Linked DNA regions of Mus musculus: all the other regions are linked to region 2. The links are chromatin contacts, called in public ChIA-PET and HiChIP or PLAC-seq maps. All regions are on one chromosome and are shown on one strand. Each heading gives the region's core, a stretch centred on a gene start, on an enhancer-like site or on the middle of the called end of the contact. The rest is flanking DNA. Distances are from core to core; before and after follow the strand shown. Region 1 has its middle 15 kb from the start of Maml3. Region 2 holds the start of Cog6 (component of oligomeric golgi complex 6). Region 3 overlaps Foxo1 (forkhead box O1). Region 4 has its middle 65 kb from the start of Gm38537.

Evidence for each region. ChIA-PET counts read pairs in DNA pulled down with a chosen protein or histone mark. HiChIP or PLAC-seq counts read pairs in DNA pulled down with a chosen protein or histone mark.
Region 1: an H3K4me3 HiChIP or PLAC-seq map of craniofacial prominence shows a contact between it and region 2, with 6 times the contacts expected there. The contact joins the enhancer-like site here to the promoter of Cog6 in region 2. A contact is called at or near these places in 5 of 39 promoter capture datasets (the C10 cell line, hippocampal neurons, liver and 2 more) and 1 of 115 datasets of contacts at active chromatin or transcription factors (craniofacial prominence).
Region 3: an RNA polymerase II ChIA-PET map of memory CD8 T cells shows a contact between it and region 2, with 5 times the contacts expected there. The contact joins the enhancer-like site here to the promoter of Cog6 in region 2. A contact is called at or near these places in 3 of 39 promoter capture datasets (the HPC-7 cell line, cranial neural crest and embryonic stem cells) and 7 of 115 datasets of contacts at active chromatin or transcription factors (bone marrow-derived macrophages, double positive thymocytes, embryonic basal ganglia and 4 more).
Region 4: a contact with region 2 is called in an HNF4G HiChIP or PLAC-seq map of pancreatic cancer cells. The contact joins the enhancer-like site here to the promoter of Cog6 in region 2. A contact is called at or near these places in 4 of 39 promoter capture datasets (the 3T3-L1 cell line, hippocampal neurons, pre-B cells and 1 more), 1 of 484 Hi-C or Micro-C datasets (uterus), 2 of 115 datasets of contacts at active chromatin or transcription factors (memory CD8 T cells and pancreatic cancer cells) and 1 of 9 other capture datasets (embryonic stem cells).

Annotation. Positions count from the first base shown.
Region 1 is chr3:52,117,038-52,122,728 of GRCm38.p6, reverse strand. No RefSeq gene overlaps it. Among named protein-coding and RNA genes, the nearest start is that of Maml3, 15 kb to the right of the region's middle. Within about 2 kb of position 1,553, at least 7 of the 459 cell types and tissues checked have an H3K27ac peak or open chromatin away from gene starts, as enhancers often do.
Region 2 is chr3:53,015,199-53,021,515 of GRCm38.p6, reverse strand. It overlaps Cog6 (component of oligomeric golgi complex 6), which reads left to right and starts at 4,293. Exons shown (of 19, transcript NM_026225.3): 1 at 4,293-4,470; 2 at 5,904-6,047. The coding sequence starts at 4,318.
Region 3 is chr3:52,292,237-52,298,102 of GRCm38.p6, reverse strand. All of the region lies in intron 1 of Foxo1 (forkhead box O1), which reads right to left. Among named protein-coding and RNA genes, the nearest start is that of Foxo1, 27 kb to the right of the region's middle. Within about 2 kb of position 1,687, at least 49 of the 459 cell types and tissues checked have an H3K27ac peak or open chromatin away from gene starts, as enhancers often do. A contact at or near this core is called in memory CD8 T cells, where this site is marked.
Region 4 is chr3:52,399,348-52,405,522 of GRCm38.p6, reverse strand. No RefSeq gene overlaps it. Among named protein-coding and RNA genes, the nearest start is that of Gm38537, 65 kb to the left of the region's middle. Within about 2 kb of position 4,497, at least 211 of the 459 cell types and tissues checked have an H3K27ac peak or open chromatin away from gene starts, as enhancers often do. A contact at or near this core is called in embryonic stem cells, hippocampal neurons, memory CD8 T cells and 3 more, where this site is marked.

The DNA.
Region 1 (5,691 bases), core at 304-2,803, 900 kb after region 2:
ATATCCGGAATACAGCTGGCTGAGCCATGCGAAACTGTCTTCAGCAGCGACCAGCAGAGAGCAAGCGCCTCATACTCCAAGTAAAAGGCCCAAATCTCTTCTCTGAGGATCGGATCTCTTCTCTGAGAGAAGCCACTTGCCAAGTGGCTCCTTTCACGCTCAGAACACAGCCGCTTAGCTTCCGTGGGTCCCAAGGGTGCCTTGGTTTTTAACTAGAACACTTTATTAGTTCTGCCCCATCAGGAGCTGGGCCTCAGTGTGTGTCCTTGATCTCAAAGGACTCGAAAGTCCTCAAAAAGCCCTTATGAAGACCAGAGCCACCTCTGAAAGATTAGAAGACTGCATCTCACAGTGGCAGTCGATCTCAAAGCCGCCTTGCAGAGAATGAGAGGCAAGGAGGGCCACGGGATGGGCTTCTTACAAACCACACGCTAACATCTCCGTTTTGGTCAGATGTTATGTTTCTCATAGTAGTCACTTTTTTCATCTCTATGACAAGAGCCATTTTTTATTCTGGATCACAGTTTGGAGGGGTACAGCTAGTCCTAACAGGGAAACTACTGTCCAGGAGCTTGAGGTGGCTGGCTGGTCACATGACATCTGCAGGCAGGAAGCAAAGGCAGATGAAAGTTTGTGTCAGCTCACTCTCTTCTCCTCATTCTGCCTGGAACCTGCCCCCCGCCCCCCGGGAGGGAACGCTACTACCCACATTCAAATTGGGTCCTCCCTCCTCATATAAACATATAAACCTCTCTGGACGTACCTTCATAGACAAATCCAGATGTGCGTTTCCTTGGTGATTATAAAGTCAGTCCAGTGGACACTGGATTAACATCCTGGTTTTTTTTTTTTTTTTTTTTTGGGGGGGGTGTTTTCAACACTGTTCAAACATCTTTCCAGGAAGTAGCTCATACTCTTGTATATTCTCTCTTTTCCTCCCTTCCCTTTCCTCTCCCTCTCCCTCTCCCTCTCCCTCTCCCTCTCCCTCTCCCTCTCCCTCTCCCTCTCCCTCTCCCTCTCCCTCTCCCTCTCCCTCTCCCTCTCTCTCTGTCTCTCTGACTTTAGCGAAGTGCTTACAGCAGGATAACAGGATCTCTCCCCATGTTCACTTCCTCCCTAAGTGGTCCCTATCTCCTCCTCTTTAGATCTATACCAAGTGAAGAAAACTTCGTTGTTGCTATTGTTGATTAGCACTACTAATGAGAAATAATTTTATTTTGGAGCGGAACAATGACACATACAGACAAGAGATATAGATAGCTAAATGGCTAGGCAAGCTCAAATGCCTGTCATCAGGCGGGACCAGCACTCCTCCTAGCTCCTGCTGTAACAGTAGCAAAAAGCCCACAAATACCATGAATATTTGGTCCATGTGGAACCCTTTGAGATGGCCCTATACTGTGTAATGAGTCTATCAGTAATGCATTTTTTTTTTACTTCTGACATGTTATAAACGAATTCAGCAACCCCGTGGACCATTATGAGTACTTAAGAACGTGGTTCAACGGGCTTGAAAGACACAGGAAGACAGCCAAAGGAGCTATCTGTGTATGGGCAGCATTCCCAGAGAGCCTCATAAGGAAAAAGAAGCAACAGATTCGTCAATTGGAGTTCTTTTAATAGTTCTATTATGATGTCTAATTGTGAGTGGAAGGCCCTATGACTTCATCAGAGGACTAAGCACTCAAGTTGAAACTTGTTGACTCAACTTGCCTTCTTTCAAAACACTAGAATGTGAGCAAGCTCTTGACAGCTAAGTGAAACTCGCAAAGTTTATCTTACCTACAAAACCATAGTAAAGAAAAAAAATCACAAATAGTTTTATAAGCTCAACTTCACTGACCACAAATACTTCCTTTTGCTAGTGACTTAGCCAAGATGATGCAAAGATGTTGGGACTGGGATTTGAACCCAGATTTCTCCACGCTGCTGTGACAAAGTAGCTCCAATTCCTGATAGGTAAGGATGGAAGCAAATGAAAGAACATGCTGGAACTATACAGATGCTTAAAGAATAACTTGTGGATATGAACTCGAATAAATTCACAAGGGTAAAAAGAATTGCCTTCATCTTCAAATGGGCTTTTATAACTCCAAGCACATTTATGGCATATACGTGTGCATGTCATCACCTTTAGCCCCTTGGTTTCCACTAAACTGCTTTATTAGTGGCATCTCAGTGGGAGCTGGGAAGAGAGCTGACGTCTGCATGGCGCTCCTTGTTCTCTGCATCCCGGATGTAAGTGGGTGGGTTTCTCCATGGTGGGAGCTATTTTTAATCCCTGAAAAATAAAATAAAATTTAGGGAATAAATCTTGTTCAATTCTTAAAGTTCTTCAGTGTTTCTTTTCTTCCTTTATTTTTGGCATATATGTACACATGTATGTGCATGTATGTGAGGTTTAAGGTTGACAACCAGTGTCTTCCTCGACCACTCTCCACCTTCTGTATTAAGGCCCGGCCGCTCACTGAAGACAGAGTTACCATTGCATTGCATGCTGGGATTATGGGCAGCTTGTTGTATGGGTGCTGGAGAGCTACACACTAGCCCTCTTTTCCCACTGAGTTGTCTCCCCAGAATGTCCCATCTTAGTGTTTCTTTTTTTTTCTTTCTTTTTTTTTGGTTTTTTGAGACAGGGTTTCTCTGTGTAGTCCTGGCTGTCCTGGAACTCGCTCTGTAGACTAGGCTGGCCTCGAACTCAGAAATCTGCCTGCCTCTGCCTCTCAAGTGCTGGGATTAAAGGTGTTTCTTAATGACTTTGCAGGAATTCTTTCCAACTGCAGATCCAGCAGTTATGTGCAGATCTGGAGTCAGTTAGGGCTGGCAGCCACCTTCTGACCTTGCCTCGGTTTCCTCATTCAGAGAAAGCTACATACCCTCTCCATAGTTGTGTGAACCAAATGAGTTAACTTATTCAACATATGTAGCACAGTGCCCAATAAGTAGTGCACGATCAATAAAAATGAGCTAACATTCCACCCAAAGTGTCTAATGTCCTTGGGTGGAAAGAAAGAAACTCAGCCTAGACTTGAGGCAGGAGTTGTTCCTGAGTAGCCCATCCTACATGCCTGCCTCTGCTTCTGTGCAGGGGCCAGAGAAACAAGGTAACCGGCAACTTTCATGACCCCCCCATTCCAGAAGTGGGTTCAAAGGACATGTTGACTGATTGACCTTTGCCAACCTGAGACAAACCTAGACATATCTGGGTAGAGAGTACTTCATGAGAAATTCTCTCCTTCACAGTAGCCTGTAAGCAAGCCTATGAGAGTATTTTCTTGATTAATGATTAGTGTGGGGGGGACTTGGCCCTTGGCCCACTGTGACTGGGGCCGCCCCTGGGCAGCCGTTCATGGGTTGATTAAGAAAGCAGGCTGAGCCAGCCACGGAAAGGAAAGCAATAAACAGAATTCCTTCGTTGCCTCTGCTTCAGTTCCTGCTTCCCGGTTCCTGCCTGGAGTTCGTGTCCCGTCTTCCCTCCATGAGGGACTGTAAGGCAAAATCAACTGTTTTCCTCCCCAAGTTGCATTTGTCATGGTGTTTATTCCAGGAGTAGAAACCTAACTAGGGCAGAAGACAGATGGCATACGGTGTGCTTATGATTGGGAATAAAATGTGAGCCCAAGGATAGGAAATACATGTTCAGAGCGGGTAGCAGGGAGATGTCTGAGGGAGTGAGGCCTGGACCTTGAAGACATCTGGGACTATGCACATCTGGGACATGGCCTTCCCAGGTCTGTCATGGGGAAAGGCCAGGGGCTGGGAAGCAATGTGGAAAAAGAATGGTAAGAAATGGAACCAGGGAGGTGGAATGGTACTTCCGTTCAAATGAGATAGGAACCATCTATAGGTTCTGAGCAGAGGACAGCCATGACCTCACTCCTCTGAGAAGGCTTGCTGAGGCTCAAGTGCGTGCGACAATTGCTTATAAAGAGGCAGAGTGAGAAAGCCGTTGCATGGGAGACAACTGCAGCAGTCCAGGAGAAGGCAGAAGTAGTTTTAGTTTGTTTCAGCAAGACACATAAATGGTAAATGGTGGTCATGTTATGTGTGTGTGTGTGTGTGTGTGTGTGTTTCCACGCATGTGCACATACAAGTGAACACACGTATGTGCTTAGGAACAGCAGCTAAGTGGTTAATGAGTCTGTAAGTCCACAGATCCTCAGAATGGATGGATACAATTATTTTATTTTATTTTAGATGCCTGTTTGTGTTCTAATGAGAAAAAGAAAGGGTATGGATTTGGATGGGTAGGGAGGTAGAGGATCCAGGAAGAGTTGGGGGAGGGAAACTGTGATTATATATATATATATATATATATATATATATATATATATACATGATTTTATATAAAATCATATTTTCAATTAGAATAAATAAATAAACCCCAGAAAGCCAACAGGGTGTCTCAGTATGGAGGCTGAGCCCCAAAGTAATGACGGTGGTTAATATTGATAGGCAACCTGATAGGGCCTAGAATCACCCAGAAGACAAACCTCTGAGTGTATCTGTGGGAGAGTTTCTGGGTTAGGTTAATTGAGGAGACAAGACATCCTCCACAACTGTAGAGTTGTGTAGGCAGCACCATTCCATGGGCTGGGATCCCAGGCTGAAGAAGCAAAATGAGCCTGGGCTTCACTGGGGTCTGTCATACATTGGGCTTCCTTTTCTCGGCTGAATACTATTCTATGTAATAGTATTTCTTTATTCATCCATCCAGGAACATTTGGTTTGCTTCCATGCCATGACAATTGTGAATAATGAGCCACAGATGCAAATATCCTGTTAGCCAACCTGTTCAGAGTTCCTGTGGATACTTACTATTAGTGGAGTTGCTACATTGTGGCAGTGTTGGTTTCTGGTTTTTGTTCTGTCTCTTTTTCCTTTTTGCTGAGCTGGGAACTGAAGCTAGAGTCATTTGCATGCTAGGCAATTGTCCTAGCATTGAGCTACATATAGCCAGTCCTCTTTCCTGTAGTTTAGGTTTTTTGAGATAAGTTGTCATTAAGTAGCCCTGACTGGTCTGCAATTTTCTATGTAGACCAGGTTGGCCTTGAACTTACAGAGATCCTCCTGCCTCTGCTTTCTGAGTTCTGGGATTAAAGGTGTGCACCACCACTTGCCTTTCTGTTTTGTTTTGATAAGTTCCCTACGCTGGCCTTGAACTTGCAACTACCATGCTGTCTTCTGTGACTCTCCTGACCTACATTCCTTCTAAAGTGTTTAAGGTCAACTTGCTCTTTATGGTCATTATAGTTGCTTTATGTGTCTTCTTATGAATTATCCAGTCCCCCAATTGCAGCCTTCATTGTTTTAATGTTTTTCCCTGTATTAAGTAAAGCAATGACTTATGAGTGGGTTTCCAAGATCCTTTTTTAATTGTTATTTCTTCATTCATAGTGTTCATTCTTTAGGTACAATAGAATTCATTTAACCAGTCCCAAAATGGCAGGCACTTCAGTCATCCCACATGCACACACACACTTCAGAGAGAGCGGGAAGATGGAGAATCAGTCTCCTGTGGAAGGGCTTTTTCGTACCTGCTCGTCCGTCCAGCAGATCTAATCAGCAGGAGCCCTGCAACTGCCTCCCATCTTGGACTCTGTTCTCTCCTGGGCTGGCTTGGTGTGCAGCCTGGCCTTCTTTATGCTGGAGTAAAGCTGGGTTTGAGCAGTTTTAATCTTAGACATTCCT
Region 2 (6,317 bases), core at 3,044-5,543:
GAATTTAAAGTGAATAAATAATTGGTTTAAAAAGAAAAAGAAAACTAAAATAGCAAGTTCAGTGTGCCAAAATTAAGAACAAAATTGCTCATACTATTGAGATATACACTGTGAAGACCGCTTCTTTTCCTTTTCTCGTATTTTCTGTGTTGTGTGACCTAGTTTTGCCTTTTCCATTCTAAATTTGGCATAAGAAGATGTAGATTCCTGGATTTGATTCAAGCATTGTCTTCATCTGTGCATATCTTCACACCAGTCCAAAATTGCTAAGTTATTTATCTTCCATCTGTTCAAAAAGTTTGATGTAGTTCTTAGTGATTCTGGACAAAGACCCAGACGGAGCCTATTTCTCCAGAAAGTTTGACTTCATGTCATACACAGAACCCATTAATGTAGAAAAGAGTCCCTTTCTTGCAAATGGCTTCATCTGGCTATTTTATTTTTACTACAACTTCCTACACAAGTCTTGCTCTAACCCCTTTCATAAATCTAACTGCCTAATTTGGGTCCTTGACATCTTATTGCTAACTTGCCTCCCTCTGAGTTGCAATCAATCTCCACTGACTGCTGAAGTTAATTGGTTCTCACCCTTCTACTTCCCGGTGCTAGTGCTGTGACTAATATCTTTACTACCTAGTTGGATTTTGCACCTTTCTTATATGGATTACTTTCTTACCTGTGTCACAAACCACAAATTTATGGTTATTACATTGACTAGAAATAACTCTCCTGAGTTGTATGATGTCAGGTTGGGTCTGTAAATCATGGAGTCTTGATCAATAGATGGGCACGTGGCCAAAGTGAGCTTGTGTCCAGACTTTGAATGTTGTGCAAAAGCAGAAAAATGGCCAGTAGTCCTAAAATCTGTCCAGTGGTTCATCCCCAAGACCCCACACTGCTGGTTAATTTCCATCCAGGTCTTCATCATTCCTGCAGTTCTATGACCTGCCTTCTTATTTCCCCAATAAGTCATCCTGGGGATCAGCACACACACACACACACACACACACACACACACACACACACACACACACACACATTTTTGAGTCCTCTGAGAGGCCACACTACACCAACTCTGAGTATCCATTATCCTTTTTCCTAGTTACCCGTTGGGGCCCGTGCACAAAGTAAAATAGTGTTAAAAGTATGGATTCAGCAGCAGGTAGGTCCTTACACCTGTCATTCACTATTGAGCACCCAATTTACAAAGGGCAAACAAAGCAGAGTCTCTGAAGATTCACATACATGAGGAGGACTGGCTGCATAGTCTTCTTTAGGGAAGGAGACATATTTTGTTTTTTTAGTTATCCTTTAGGGTGCTAGTTTTCTGCTACTCACCAATTACTGAACACTTTCTACCTCACTATAGTTTCATATACAACTTTCTTCTTACATTAAAAAAAATTCTTGAGGATGGAGAAATGGCTCAGAGGTTAAGAGCATTGGCTTCTCTTCCAGAGGTCCTGAGGTCAATTCCCAGCCACCACATGGTGGCTCACAGCCATCTATAACAAAATCGGGTGCCTTCTTCTTGTGTGCAGGCATAGATGCATGTAGAATACTGTATACTAAATAAATAAATCTTAAAAAAATCTTTACCATGAAAGAAGTATTAGACCTATGGAATTCATTAGTCTTATTATGTATTTCAATTTGAAGAGGGAACTGCCCTATAATGTAGAAGCTACCAACAACCTGCTAGCAACAGCCAAGAAATGGCACCTCATTAGTCTAGGGCCCATGCTGTTCTTAGCTAGAGTTCATATTGATTCATTACCTCATATAGTCAGAATATATAAACTAGAAACAAAGCAAGCTTGTGTGTGTGTGTGTAGAATTGGACTTCCCATCATATTGTTCTTGGTCTGCAAAAATATATCATCCTCGTAACACCAATACTGGACCTTAAACCAGTGGTGACATCTTGGTGTTTGCAATTGACAGAAATGAGGTCTTGCATTGAAAGATATTAGGACATTAAGATAGAGCATCAGCAGGGACTCATTGAACTAGAGGCTGAGAACTCCTCATGATGCTGAGTGACCAAACCAAGAGAGACTCGGGTGGCTGTATGACAGATCCTAAGGAGGAACTGGAGTCACCTGTGGAGTATGGGAGCAAGGATGGGACCTAGAGAATCACCAGACCATTTCCTAGAACTGCCATGCTCTGGGGCAAAATGAAAACCACAGAAACCTCATACAGGCAGAACCACCCAAAGGCTCTGATTCTTTTTGTGTGACTGTGTAAGTCACCTCACCAGATATCAAACCTTGGTCAGCTAACAGTCTGGAAAAGACAGAAATCTTGCATTCCAGCAACAGCTTAGTGACAGTTGTGGGAATAAGACCTATAGTGTTTACCCATTTTATTCTGCTTTCTTTTTTAAAGAACAGCTTCTATAGGATTGGTTATTGATCGTTACTTTACTGCTATTGAGGCAAAAGTTGGTGCACAGCAAAATCTTGACTTGACTGGAGTACAAATACAGAGTGGAGTAAGGCCCCCGCCCATGCAAATACTGAACAAAAATGTCAGAATTTTATTTATTTATTTATTTATTTATTTATTTATTTATTTACATATCATGAGGAACTTAGGAGTTATACATTTTTATTGCTATAGACTTTGCATGGGGGAATTAATCAATTATTTTAAAGAAGTGGTAGCAAGAAAGTTGTTATTTGAAGAGAATATAAAAGGCATATAGAAGTTGATAAGGTTTACAAGGTCTGACATCCTTGGAAGAGTGGTGCTGTGGTCTGAATGCTTGTGTTTCCCTAAAATGCAAACACAGAATTCCTGGTCTCTGCTGTTTGGAGGCTGAACCTTGAGCTATGACTAGATGAAGAGGGCGAGTTAGTTATGATCTTATAAGACAGCTCTCAGAGAGCCAGCTCATCCCTCCAATCTATCAGATGAGGTTAGTAGCACAAACATGTCCATCCATGAACACAGAAAGGGACCCCAGCAGAACCCAGGGCCATTGGTGCCTTGACTCTGGACCTCTCATCCTCCAGAACAATCAGAAATAAATTTCTATTGTTTGTAAGCTACCAAGTATAGAGCATTTTGCTGTAGTAGCTGAAAAGGATTAAAGAAGATTGCAGGAATTAGTATATAGAGATTTGAAATTTTGGGTGCCTGTGCCCAGTAACATGTTATGGCGAGAGAGTTGCTACCACAGAGCAACTGCCAATAAATAAGACTAGCTCGATAATGTGAATCTGAACTTGCAGGTGTAATAAAAAAGATCAGTTAACACTATCACAGTATGGCCATTATTGATAATTGTCACCGTGTTTTGTAAATCAAAAAGTGATATCGCAGGCTGAAGAGATGGCTCTGTGGTTAAGAGCACAGCTGCTCTTGTGTAAGACCTAGGTTCAGTTCTTAGGACCCCGGATTGGAACCATCATAACCCCAGCTCTAGGGGGACATGACGCCCTTTCTGGCCTCCACTGGGACTGCATGTATACAGTGCACATCCATGCATGCATGCATACACACATACACACATGCATACAGGAGAAACACTTTCTTGCCCACTGCTTTCCAGCTACACTGCCTTTGGTCAGTTTGTGAGAATGCAAAGTTCCTTGTTTCTGGGCCTTTACATGTAGGCTTTCTCCTATTTGGAGATTTCTCACAGCTCTAGGTCTCTTTTAAATCTGAAATTAAAGGCCAGGTCCTTCCAAGCCTTCTTGAGTAACCACTTTGGCCTGCATTTCATTTCTTTCCTCTGTCTCTTCATTGCCTTCTGTTTACTGTCTTGTTTATTATTTATGTCAGTGCACACCAGCAGCCCTGGCAAATACTCTAGCTTCGATTGATGCTTTTCAGAATGATGAATTCAGATAAACGAAATTTAATTGCAATCAGTTCTGTTGATCATGCATGCATGCCAGCTACTGGTTTCGGCATATTTTACATATACTTTACATTATTACTTTACATATTTTACATTATTACTTTGGCTTTTTTTTTCAAGATTCAGATTCCTGAAGTCTCTTTTACAACCTCCAACCTCTTTTTTTTGTTGTTGTTGTTGTTGGGTTTTTTTTGTTTGTTTGTTTTTTTTTTTTTTTTTTTTTTAGTTTTTCGAGACAGGGGTTTCTCTGTATAGCCCTGGCTGTCCTGGAACTCACTTTGTAGACAACCTCCAATCTCTTCTGAGCGTGTCCTCGCCTCCCAGGATTTTAAAGTAAACCGGGCAGGTAGAGCGTCTCGGATCGCGGTGCGCATGCGCGGCCAGGTGTGCGCATGCGCGAGTGAGTGCACAAGCGCAGTGCTTCCGTTACGCCGGGTCTGTCAGCGATGGCTGACGCCAGCGGGGAGGTGGCTGCGGTCCCCGCCTCCGGGGCCGCCAATGGCTTCAGTAATGGGGCAGGTGCGACCCCCGCGCAGCCCAACAATCCGCTGTCGCGTAAGCTGCACAAGATCCTGGAGACACGGCTAGAAAATGACAAGGTAACCGGAGGGGGCGGGGCGGACCCCTGGTCTCGGGCAGAAGCTGCTGCTGTCCTAGGCGTAGGGAAGCGCTTTTTGGGGTAGCTGTGCCCTGCCCTTGCGCTCTTGCTGTGTCCTTTACTTGAACTCCTTCCCGCACGCCCTCCCCTTAACCGTCTAGAGCAGTACTTCGCGGCTCTTATCAGAGCTGGCTGTCTCCCCTGCAGCTTTGAGTAGCCAGGTATAGCCGTGCCTACGTGGCACAAAAGAATACAGTAAGGTGGGAGCCGTAAAGACGTGGGTAAAGATAGAAGTAAGTAAAAATAAGCTGTCAACAAGAATTTGACTCCTGTGTGTCAAAAACAGAACATTAACATGCTGAGTTATAAATAAAGCCCTGGGCTAGATAGGGTTGTGACATGCTACCAAAAGCCATACTGAGTAGGACAGCTTGGGATGACAAGCCCAGTGTTAGCATCAAGAAGAAACTACAAAGCGCTTCTCAAAGCGGACCTTAGGTCCACAAAACAGCGAGAAAAAACAAAACAAAACAAAAACGTCATGGTCGCTGATTTGAGAAATTTGCTGCGGGTCTGATGAATAAAACTTTCTGAATCCCTGTGAACCACAGTACTTCAAACCCTGCTGCAAGGACTGGTCAACATAGTAGACCCGTTTCTCCAGCACTCCCAACTGCCAGGCACACAAGCCACTCTTTGCAATTTGAGTGAATCGAGCTATAAAGTTTTGCCTGCATTTATCTGACTTTGGCTCTCACTTCTTCAAGCATCTTGACAACTTTGTGCAGGAAAAAACACGTTCACAAACAACTGGAAGCTCCCTAAGAGTTCACAGAATCCAGAACTCATTGGCAAAAATGTGTCCATTGTAAAGGTTTCTGTTTTAATTAATAAAGGTGTTTGAGCTATTGATTTATAATTGGCATACTAAAATCAGTTTCTTTTGCACCAAACCAGTATAAATGTACATATTTTTATCTCATGATACTTGGTGCTATAACTTTCTACACTTTGACAATTCACTTACAGTCTCTCAGAACATATACTACATAAAGAATTGCCTTCTCAGAAATGGAGGAGGAATGGAGGGAGGGGAGAGGGGCTGTGAGGAGAGTAGGGGAGGGGAAACTGGTCAGGATGTAAAATAAAGTTAAATGAAAAACGGGAATTACCTTCTTGTAAAAATTAACAAATATATTAAAGTTCAAAGCAATTCTGTTGTGTACTACCTTTACATATATAACTATATGTAAGTAGACTGTGAATTGTGTCCTGGAAGTAAGTTTACTGCTTATTAATTAAGTCAGATATTACTTTTTGAGTCATTTAGTGGAAATAAGTCAATTGAAAATAATTTTATTGAGTTTTGGCTGGATATCAGGAAACCACTGAAAAGTCAGCCCCAATGATGTCCCTCTGTTGTCACTTCGGCAGGAGATGTTGGAAGCTCTCAAGGCCCTTTCAGCCTTTTTTGTTGAAAATAGTTTGCGGACTCGAAGAAATTTACGTGGTGATATTGAACGCAGAAGCTTAGCCATCAATGAGGAGTTTGTAAACATCTTCAAAGACGTGAAGGAGGTATGTAACTTCTTTTAGTGTTTATGGAGAGCTATATGTTTGGTGTTTTGATACTTTTTTTAATTAAATTGCAATGTATCTGATAATGTACTGGTCAACTAGAAGCCAACTTAAAAGCTTTTATTTGAATTATTGTCATTTCTAAATTCTTTACCTCTATTAAAAACTTACAATATTTATTTTGAGAAATTATGTTAAGAATTGTAATTTCTTAATAAAAAAATCACATTTTTTCAATGGTTTTCCAGAGGAGATATTATCTCATTTAAT
Region 3 (5,866 bases), core at 438-2,937, 720 kb after region 2:
AAAACAACAAACACTACAAGGTGGTCTACACTAGGAGCCCGAAAGAGGAGGACAGATAAAGATGGGGCAGATAAGTAGTCTGTGCCGTGTGTAGTCTTAGGCCAGTGGGATTAGTGGGCAGTGGGCAGTTCTCATAGCAAATAGGCACGTCCATACTTGATTTTATTTTGGCACAAATTTGCTCACTTTACTACATCTCTCTTAACATTCAAGCACATATGTCTATCCCCATACCATCCTGCTTTACAAGTAACTGAGCAGGTATTTTTAGATGCTTTTCAAATCAAACATACTCTGGCACGTAGGGAAATAATCCATCCCTAGTGACTCAGAGGGGTAAACAGTTACTAAGGCTGTTTCAGAGCTCAAGCTTGTGCAATGAAGGAGGTTACTTGTCTGCAGTTGCTAGAAAACGAATCTACAGCCACATCAGGATGCACGGCCACAAGGCTGGAGGTGCCGAGATCCCGCCTCTCCTAACTTCTGTTTGTGAAAGGGAACAAGTTGTTGGAGAGTGCGAGATCTGGAGAGAGATCACACACACACACACACACGAACACACACGGGCAGGGGGGTGTGTGTCAAGTGACAGCACTGCACACTAAGAATGAAGTGGAAGGGTACCACCCCTGGGTACCTGTTAAAACCACTTGTGAAAAGAAGCCATTCTGCGGGCTCAGTGTTCAGACCAGGCGGCCACCAGAAGGGCTGTAAGTATGGCGTCTTGTGCTGATGGCACACAGCTTGAGGGACTGAAAGGTGTGGGCATCCACGTTCCTCGTGTTTTACCTTTCTTCTCAGTTGATTGAACCTGGTGCCGGCATGGTTTGTTTACCAGCAGTGTGTGTTTAAGGATCTGGATTTGATTAAGATGTTACAGAAACAGCAATGAAGGGTATTTCATCAGGGCAGGGGGAGGGAATGAAGTAGCAACCAGGTATTTCTGTTTAAACTAGAGGGTTTCCTTTGAAATTCCAGCCTAACTCCCTATACAATATGTAAGAATAACAAGCGAAATTGAACACTTGTGGCATCCTCTGGAGGGGAGGCTCTAGAGCGCATAGCTAAGTTCACAAAGAACAAAAAGGGTAGCTCACACACACCAGGCCTCGCTTCTTCAGAGGCAAAACAATCAGTATATAACATTCCTGCTAAGATGGCAGCGACTGGTGTTGCAGGTAAACTTTTCGAAGTATTTCCAGGCTTAGAGTAAGCCACACAGCAGACACACTAAACACACCGCTCGCTCAACCACTCCCTCACGCTCACCTTCACTCACTCCAGCTCCTACGGGCTGTCATCTATGCTGTAAAGCAGAATTTAGTGGTTGATTACGTAACGCTTAACAAAGATGAACACAAGGAGAAGACTGTCATCTCACTAATAGCAGGGAGAGCAAAAGACTTGAATCTGATTTTTAACTTGTACTTTTTAACTACTCCATGTTCTGCCCGTTATCTAAGAAGCAACTACCAGAGAGCTTCTCCAAATCAAGGGTATCTCAAAGATGTAAGCCTATACCAACCACCTTATCACATTACCACTGCTATCACGCCTATGTGGACAAATGATCGACTGCAAGATTACCACTAATTCAAACCAAATCTCCTAGGGCTGGAAGAGTACAAGCCGGTGGTGAGTCAGGATAAAGAACAATGGGAACAGAAAGCAGTGTTGTGGCCTCTGACTACATTGATCAAGTACGGCATTCAGGTCATAGGACCTTACAGCCCTTATGCTGTAAACTGCTTAGTAATTTAACTGGTTTCTGTCTACAGAACTATGTAACAGACACATAACAATGGCTTGCTACATAACGAATAACAAACCTCACAAAGACATTAACAAATGAACGGTCACATTCAATAAACTAAAATATAAACCTACATAGCTGAGGGAAAAACAAGCCACATGGTCAGCACTAAGTCCGCTGGCTCCTTAGTAGACTTTACGGGTTATGGTTCTTAGTTCTCGATATACAACTAATCTGATATGCAAAGAAATTATTAGTAAGTACCAAATGTGTTATCATTGCAAAACCCCTTAATCCAAGGTATCTCTATCTAAATAAAAATAAGATGGCAAATTACACTGCTGGTAATATCCAATGGCAGTTCTTTACCTGCAGATTCTAAGCACTGCTCTGTGAAGATTTCAGACACTCAAAGCAGAGAACAGAAGCAGTACATCTGCATGTGACTCAGCAGAAAATGCAGAGCTCAAACAGAGCTTTTTATAACACTCAAATTTCCATTGGTTTAAATACAGCCCAAAACTCTAATTTCCATGAACAGGAAAGTGGTGCTATGATTTTGTGGTCATTTTACATAAGGCAATACTAATTTAAAATATTTTAAGGGAAAATTAATGCCAAGTATGGTGTTTGACGGTGTAGAAACCACTCTTTCTAGTGCCATTAAAGACCTGCCTAGGGCAGGGAGGGACAGGGACAAGGCAGTAAAATGGCAGAACCACTTTGCAGCAGATGATTAAACACGTATCAGCATTTCCCAGAGAAAGTACCTGGAGAAGTCAATTCACCAACCAACCCCACAAAGGTCACTGGCGAAGCTGGGAAGAAGTGTTCAATGGGCACAAAGCTTGGGAAAACAAGATAAAAAGAGATCTGACAAAAGATGGTACTGACAGTCTCAAACCGATACGAAAAGTACTTAACTCTAGTGCACAGTACAACTCAAAATGGCTGATGGTGTATTTTTTGTGGCTATTACCACATTTTCTAAAGAAACCCCAGTCAGGCCCTACAGCACAGGACTGTAACACTTAGGGGCTGAGGCAGAGATGGCTACCAAGCCAGACCCCATTTCAAACAATCCAAAAAAAAACAAAAAACAAAAAAAAAAACAAACCAAACAAAAACAAAAACAAAAAACAAACAAAAATACAAAGGAACTACTGTAATAAAGAAATAAAGTACTTACTGTGGAAGTGCTAGATACTTAGTTCTGAGGGGTTCGCTTAGTCTTATAAACTATTCAGAATCTAAGACTTAGCAAGTTAACCCTCGGTCTACATTACAGGTATCTGACAAGTCTAGAAAGTGTGGCTCCACAGTTCTGTGATTTACAGTTAAGGAAGCTTCAGTTTCCTGTCAAGTTGTCCTAGGTAAAACTCACTTTAGAACGTTTCTAGTGACACCAGCTACACGGAGCTCAGCAATTTAAGTGGTTTCTGTCTAGAGAATTATGTAACTGACAGGTAATAATGGCTCGCTACATAACTAATATCAAACCTCACAAAGACATTAATAAATGAACAGTGCCATATTCAATAAAGTAAAGATACAAACCTAAGAAGCTGAAGGAAAAACAAGTATGTCATTTTAAACATAAAAACAAAGGTGGTTTTGGTCCCAATAAACACACACATACACACACACACATACACACAAACCCTCCCTTTATGGATTCAATGTCCATTCAACGTTTGCTAAAACCCAAGCCTCTACACCCAACTCATACCATTTATGACTCTTAACCAATTGGACATCTTCCTTGATGAGCATGTGGCATTATTCTGGCATACACCAGGGCTTAGCAGTGAAGAGCTCCTGCTCTTCTTTCAGAGGACTGGAGTGAAGTTTTGTTTCCAGCACAAGGAGGCAGTGCACAAGCACTCTCAAACTCCAAATTCAGGGGGCTACAATGCTCTCAGCAGGCTTCTGGGGATAGATACATCACAGACTTCACTTCCCGCTCAGGGTGGCTAACAGTGCTAAACGCCAATCCGATCCTGAGTGGTCAGGAGGACTCCCAGGCTGAGACCCTGCATGACCTAAGTGCAGAGAGGGAGCTGAGCAGCTACTCGGCCTCCCTCCCTCTCTGCTGAACCACAATGCTACCAGGTCCCCTAAGCTCCTGTTGTGATTTCCCCGCCTTGATGGAACTGTGAACCAAACAAACCATCCAGTAAGGGCCGTGTCAAGGTTACTGTTGTTAAACAGGGTCTCACATCATCATCCTGCCTGGCCTGGAACTCACTATGTAGACCACGCCGGTCTAGAACTCAGAGGTCAGCCTGCCTCTGTCTCTGAGATTATTAATCAGTGTTAGAGGGCAGTGCCCTGCTATTTTATGACAGCAAGAAAACAGCAAACAGACAATGAGAAAAATGCTGTTTCCAATACTGACTCCTTGGTTCTTCCTTCAAAAAAAAAAAAAAATAGCCATGTTAACTGAAGATAAAATGTTTCACAGGCTACTACGTCATCAGCAGCTTTGCAGGACCAACAATGCCAGCTCATGTAATAGGAAATCAATGGCGTGTTTCTAGTTAGAGCCATGACGTGTAGTGCACTACTACAGTCCACTGGGGGAGGAGAGGAGGATGCATGACCACACTGTCTCGGAAACCTTTCAGAAAACACACGACGGCTCAAGCTTGCAGTCCCAGGGCTCAGCTCAAAATCTGACTGTCAAACACTCCTGAAACGGTGACAAATACTGTCTGCTGTGACAATAGTGAAAACTCTTCACAGAAATCCTGGCACAGTATTTTACAGGGAAAAAACATCTGGATAATGTGATGGTCTAAGCAACCCTTTAATCTAGACATCTGACCTCTAATCACTGCCTTCTACAGTGGGGTCAGCTGGTCACTTCTGAGGAAGGGCTCTGAGCACAGCCTGTCAGGAGTGATGCTTCAGTGAATCCCTCACCACGACCCTTGCAGCCGCACGAGCAGCCCACAGTCACTGCTGCCCTCCCTGTCCTGGGTACCCAAGGATGCATGCCCCAGCAGCACGGGAGAAGCAGGGGCTCCAGCTAATCTCTGCCACACAAGGCACACAACCTTGGCAAGAACCAGGTTTGCTATCACGCTCCCTTCCGTAACCTGGCAGATGACGGTGGTACAAGTCTGCTGTGAGGATCATCTGCATAGAGCCCCAGTACACTGGCTGGCCTCAGAAGCTGAGCATTACAACAATGTTCAGACACTGTCTTAAGCACGAGATATGGATCAGTGCACACGTGAGACCACACGAGCCTCCCTCGTTGTTAGCCCACCTTAGGAGAAAACTGAAGCATAAAGAACAGAGCTTTGGGCCAGCGAGATGGCTTGGCAGATAAAGGCCCTCACTGTCAAGTCTTAGTTCAACCCCCAGTGGTGACCTGGTTGGAGAGAACAACCCCTCCAAGTTGCCCCACTCCACACAAACACTGTGGACACACACACATGCACACACATGTGGACGAACTGACACACAACTGAGTTAATCTAACTTATAAACGTTTAAAAGACAGAATCTCAAGCACAAGCAGAGGGCATCTGGATTCAAAACTCAAACGCAAAGGCAACAGCTCGTATTGGCCCCAGTGTACAATTCTAAAACAGTGCCTTCACTGGGGTTTCACCCTCAACCTTCTATCAAACATTAACCAACTCAAACCCCCCCCCCACCACCACCACCCCACACACACTGTCTCATGTTCAGTGATAAAAATAGCTTCCACATAGAAAACTCGTCTTACACACTATAGAACACATTTAGCACTTTATTCGATTCTAACTGAAACCCGCTGGTTGTTCCCACTTTTCACTGAGAAAAGCAATGTAGCTGGAGTCTGAGTAACACAGCTGCTAAGTGCTATGACGACCCATTCGTTGTGACTTACAAAACCCCAAACTGACTGTAACAGCTTTACAGGGAGAACTTTGAATGTGTAGTTAAAAATCAAAACTAAGACGTCTACGTGTGCAGTGGACATTACAAAGAGAGAGCAGTTTAGAAGCCCCGGGCGGAGGACATATAGGGGACAGCTCCTATTTTACCACCAGTAGTCTACCGACCAAAGATTCTGTCTACCCACTTTACTCTGGATTTTGAGAAAATTCTTAAAAATCA
Region 4 (6,175 bases), core at 3,248-5,747, 620 kb after region 2:
CCAGCACTCAGGAGGCAGAGGCAAGCGGATTTCTGAGTTCGAGGCCAGCCTGGGCTACAAAGTGAGTTCCAGGACAGCCAGGGTTATACAGAGAAACCCTGTCTCGAAAAACCAAAAAAAAAAAAAAAAATCTTTAAGAGGAGAAATAAAAGAGAAACTAATGGAATGTGTATGATGTGAATTTGAAATGGGGACTCTGAGGGCAGGATGGGAACAAGACAGAAACAGAGGGGACACGGAAGCCACTGGCAGAAGAGAAGGACTTAAGCAAAGTACAATAATGACACATAAGAATGAAAATGCCTTACTGTTAACTTTATATTGACATTCCGAACGCTAACTTAAAAACTTATTAATAAAAAATGAAAGACAACGTAGAAGGAAATTGAAGGAAAGTTGACCTGACGCGATCGCCTCATGGGATCGCCTTGCCTTTTGCACAACACAGAAACAAGGCGGAAACTCAGTACAAACTACATAAACGTTTCTAGAGGGAGCCAAAGTTCCTGATGCTCTTTGGTGAGAAAGAGGACAGAAGACACAACTGCTGTGTGATCAAAGCTTGTAGCAGTGGGGGTTGGCGCGGGAGATGGGTGGAGGGAAGGAAGTCCTGACCTCCAGTGAGTCCTGCCCTGGATATCAGGCTTCCAGAGAAATGCCGGGCTACAATCGTAGCCTTACTTCCTCTTGTGCCTGCAGCCCCCAGGCTAGGCAGGTCTCTCCCTGTAGGAGAGAGCTGTGCACAAAAGCATGTCTCCTGTTTAGCCCAGGCTGAATTCCTTCTGAAATTGCCCTGGCTTTCTTTTTTTCTCAGCCCCTTGTGAGAACACAGGAAACCCTGCTTCCCCAATCCTGAAATATCTGCCTCAGGAAGGAAAGGACATTGTCTTTCCAGGGCCGCTCGCTTGTGAACTGGCCCCATGGCCTTCTTTGTAAATACAAGACAGAAGCAAACCAATTTGGACATTCCTTGCAAACAGCAAGTTTGAAATATAATAAGCAAGTCAACGTAAGGGCAGGGCAAGGGGACACGAAACCAATACAAAATGTAGAGACTGTAGGCTACAAGCAGCAGAGGTGTTTTGTTCTTATTTGGTTTACTGGTTGGAGCAGGGTGCTTATTCAAGGCAGTAATCATTCAAAATTCTTTTCCTATTCCAGAAATCATTTATCAATTTACCTTTGACAAGATCAACATAAAATTGATTTCTATGCTTTATAGAAAGCAGTCAAGAGGTCAGAGAGTTGGCTCAGGTATTAAGACACCTGTTGGGGGGCTGGAGAGATGGCTTAACCACTGGGTTAAGAGCACTCAATGTTCTTCCAGAGCTCCTGAGTTCAATTCCCACAACCACATGGTGACTCACAAACATCTGTAATGAGATTAGATGCCCTCTTCTGGTGTGTCTGAAGACAGATACAAAATATATATATATATATATATTTTTTTTTTTAAAAAAAGAAAAAAAAGATGCTTGTTGCTCTTGCAGACGATCTGGGTTCAAGTCCCAGTGCCCACATGATGGTTCACAACCATCTATACCTCCAGTTTCAGGGAATCTGACACCGTCTTCTGACATCTGTAGATCTATGAATGCATGCACGAGGTACACACATACAGTCATGTTGGCAAACCGGTCACACATGCAAAATGAACTAAATTTTTAAATAAAAAATTTAAATTTAAATCTTAAATTATTTTTAAATAAAATTTACTTTTATGCTGTATGGAAAACATCCAAGGGACTGGAGGGAAGGCTCAGGAGTTAACATCCCTGACTGCTCTTCTAGAGGAACTGGGCTCAATTTCTGGCGCCCACATTGTGGCTCACAATTGCCTGTAATTGCATACAAACTTTAAGTTCAATTATATTTTATGAACATCTTTTATAAATAAATAGGCAAAGTCAAGAAAGGCATCCTAAAAGATGAATGTAATTAAATTAAGAGTACTCTTGTGCTATTAAATATCTCAGTTAAAAATGGTTGATAGTAAGGGTGAGAATAGGCTTAGCTGGTGCTGTATTTTGACCATAGTCTGTTGGGGACAGGTGCCTGAAGAAAATAGTCAGTTATCTTTTCTGAAACAAAAGAAAACTTGGGGGGAAACATGTACTTTTATTCAGTAAAACTAGAAGAAAATTCTAACACCCTAGCCACAGAGGACCAGTGCCAAGGAAAACTGTGGGGACTTGTTTTTTAAAATACATTTTAGGGAGGAAGATTGGCTTTCTGCTTAATGAGCACGCGCACTGATGGGAGCCTTTTTGCCAGGTCAGTCTTTCCTGAGGTAACGTGGCAGGCCAGAGGTGCAGAGGGTCCTCCGTCTTGTATTCATGATGAGGACATTTTAGGTTTAACTAGATTGGATCTCCTGGATGGAGAATCCCATGGAAAATTACCCAACTTTATTCTAGGAACCCAAGGTCAAGGTGCCCCAGCTAATTTATCTTAGCTTCTGTTAAACTGCTTGCTTGTGCAAAACCTCCCCTGTAGCTAAGAGAGAGAGCAGGATGTAGTTTTTGCCTTAAAAAACCCCTTACCCTAAATACTTGGAGCTACATGTGGACCCTGCGTAACTGAGTTTAGTACCCGCCAGACTTTCGATTCACTAGAGTCTGAGTGGTCTTCCCATTACAATAGAATGCACAGAAGAAAAAAAAAATCATTGGTAAGATTTTAATTTTTGTTGTTGTTGTTAATTTATCTCAACAAAAGTTCACTGGGACTCGATTTAAAAAGTTTGCCAGAGACAAGGAATGGCCTGGCTCTCTGTCACTGTGTTACCATGGGGCTGGCTGTTACTGCAATCCCATGGGGCTGACACTGTCATTGTACTGCCATACCAGCCCAAATGCTCTGTGTTTCTAGAAGCAGAAATGGTATTTGGCATTTTGATTGGCAACCCTAGTTGGGCTATTACCTGTGATGTCTGGGATGGGCTCTGTTCACATAAGCATCAGATAATCTTCCGACCATCTATCTACCTATTAATCTGCCTATCTATCTATCTATCTATCTATCTATCTATCTATCTATCTATCTATCTGTTGTTCAAGACAGGATTCTCACTATGTAGCTCTGTTTGCCCTGGAACTCACTGTAACATGGAACAGCCAGCCTATCTATCTATCTATCTATCTATCTGTTGTTTAAGACAGGATTCTCACTATATAGCTCTGTTTGCCCTGGAACTCACTGTAACCTAGAACAGCCTCGGAACTCACAGAGACCCCTGCCTCTGTCTCCTGAGTGCTGGGATTAAAGGTGCCACACCTGTGCTTGGCTTTTTCAAAGAGCCTCACTTTTAAAGTTTTGTGAACGTCCAGAAATGAAACTTTAGAAAAACGTTTTGAGGCCAGTAAATTCCAAGGCCATCTTCGATTCTGTCTGGTCCCGAGGACTCATTTCTATGTCCTGGGATATTTATGATTTTGCATCAAACAGGATAACTAAAGTAAAACAGAAATAGAAAAAGTTTCAGTGCCCTGCCTACAGCTTCTAAAAGTTAACTATTTGGCAATGCTTCCCAGTCCTTAAACGCTATTCCCGAGGAGAGCGAACACTTCTAGCACCTCCCTCGCCCATTCTGGCGTTCTGCCCCTCCCAAGCCACCTGGCCCCAGTTCCTGACGCCCACCCAAGTGGTCCTGCCTCAAGGGTCATCCAGCTGAGCTCCCACTGTGCCTGTGAGCCTCTTCCAGGGATGTCCCCACTGAGGCGTGTGAACAAATGCCCTGTACAGACTCCCAGGCACAGGCAGAGCAAAGCAAGACAGCTTTGAGGCATCTGCCAAGGAGGGCGAAGGCCGGCTTTGAAAGCACTTCTCCGAGAGTTTGCCAACTCGTGGGACTTGGCAAGCCCAGACAACAGCGCTAAGGCAGAGAAAGCCCCTGGATCGGCCTCCCAGGAGGGCTCCACGCCCACCCCCACCCCCTTCTCTTTTCACCAGACCCAAGAGATGCAGGCCTGGTGAGGGAGCCGGTGGGCTCAGGCCTGATGAACGGAGGCTACCTCTCAGCGGCCCCATCCCCACCCCATCACGGCTGCCGCCCTCAATCGGGAAGCACGCCTCTCTCCTGCTAGCTAATGGCTGAGAAAAGGGCAGCGGTTTTCCAAGTTTGTGGGGCACGCAGGAGTGGCCAGGCAAGGACTGAGATCAGACAGAGGTGACAGAAGTATGAAAAGGAAGCAGTAAAAATCCGCCAGCCACAGGCGACGCCCTCTCTGCTCTGGGCGACAGTCAGGCCCGTGATTCAGCGCGAATAAAGAGCCCATAGGGGGAGTCTGGTTGGGAGTTGAGTGCGCCAAACTTTGTCATAACTCAGATTCTTCATCTGTGAAAGAGGCATGAAAGACTTGCGCCCTTGGGAGCCACTCGGTAAAGTCTCCTCGTTTAATCAATTCACAAATTGCAAATCTAAATCCTAAATGCCCAATCCACTGGTCTGCAGTAATGGACGAATAAGGACAGGCTGTTTGTTTTCCCTGCCCTGCTCTCCAAGGCCCCAGACTCACAGCGGGCAGGACGTTCTTCCTGTGGCTGCCAGAAAGAGTGCAGAGGGCAGTGTTATTCAAGGTCATTTGCAAGAGGCGAGGACCTACCTGCCACAAAGGGTCCTTGAGAAAATGCAAATGGCCTAGGATTTAAGGCAGGACTCCCACTGGGAAGAGCAACCCGGGGCACCTGGAAAATTTAAAAGTAGAAAAGAAAGCCTGTAGCCTGCAGAGGTAGGTCGGGGGCAGAACTGTCAGCCCTGGATTATTCTAGCCCCATCAACGCTAAAAAAAAAAAAAAAAAAAAATTGAAAATTAAGCACCAGGTCACTCTAGAGGGCAGAGTGAGGATTTAAAGTGTTTCTGGCCTATAGGGAAAGACACACCCTCCAGGTGGCAGAACTACCATACACCCTCAAGGCAGTTAAGAAGGGAACCATTCCAGTCAGGACTCCCAAGAGGGGCTGGGGGCAGAAGTCAGCTCTCTGTCGACCTGCTCTGGGCACCCTTACCTCCCCTGGGTGATTCTGAGTGCAACTGCTGGTTCGTGTCAAAATCTGACCGGAGGCCACGCACAGGTGCAGGAGCACAGGAAGGCATCCTCGGAAGGAAGCCGCCTTGCCTGATTTAGCTAGATTTTTGTTTTTCCTTTGTGGCTTTGAAGTGGCAGTTTCTAGGGAAACCTCGACACCCTCTGAAGGGGTAGGGGGGGTGGTGCGTTGGAAGGTGGGGGGGGGGGGGCGACTAAGGACTGCAGGACATCTCCGAACTGAGGCCACAAGGCTATCAGATAAGCCCAGGCCTGGGGCAAGTTAAGAGCCAATCTGTTGACACTGGAGATGAGAGCAGCACTCCTGTCCTCTGATCTGGCAGCCAGCAGAGTGGCCAGACCAACACACGCCTGACTGATGCCTGAAGATGCCGAGGAAGGGCTGAGGGGACAGAAGACCAAGCAACTGACTTCTCTTAGGAGGCTTCCCAGAGGGCTTCCTGGAAGAGGTGGCTCTTGTGTTTGTTACTGAATGAAGGGTCGGATTTCCATAGCTAGGGAAGGCAGGTAGAGGGGAAAACAGAAGCCCAAACCGACAGTAATAAGAACAAACCCATGGCTAGATTATAGGGTGAGAGGCTTGGGGGAGGGGGGGGGCGAGCATCCCAGCCAGTTTCAAGATGTTGAAAATGAGGACGAGGACAATTCTGAGGGAGAGAAGAGCATTCCTAATTCTGTCTGTACGTTAACTCAGGCCACACTGCAGAGACAGGCAGTGTTTGGAATCCTCTAGAAGACCTGACTGAGTGAGAGAAGAAGCTGAAGCACGGAGTCTGAGCCAGTGGTATGAGGGTAGGGAAAAGGTGACCCAGGTTATAGATCAGACAGGCTGGGCACCGGAAGTAAAACTATGCACCTGTGACAACAAAAAACAAACAGAACTGGCATGGGGAGTAAGGAGGGTGTTGTTGAATTTGGTGAATTTGGGGGAAGAAACAAGTTTGAGCTACAAACTCAGTTCTGGAGAGCGGCTAATGAATTAAGTAACCAGCTGATGCTGTCAAAGCTAAGACCAATTGCTAGTGACCCAGGTTGCTGCCTACGGGACTCTGCCTAGATTGGTGGTTGCAGCAGTCATTAGGTGAGTCCTCAGACACTGGAGTATGTCATGTTAACAACACAAGGGCTT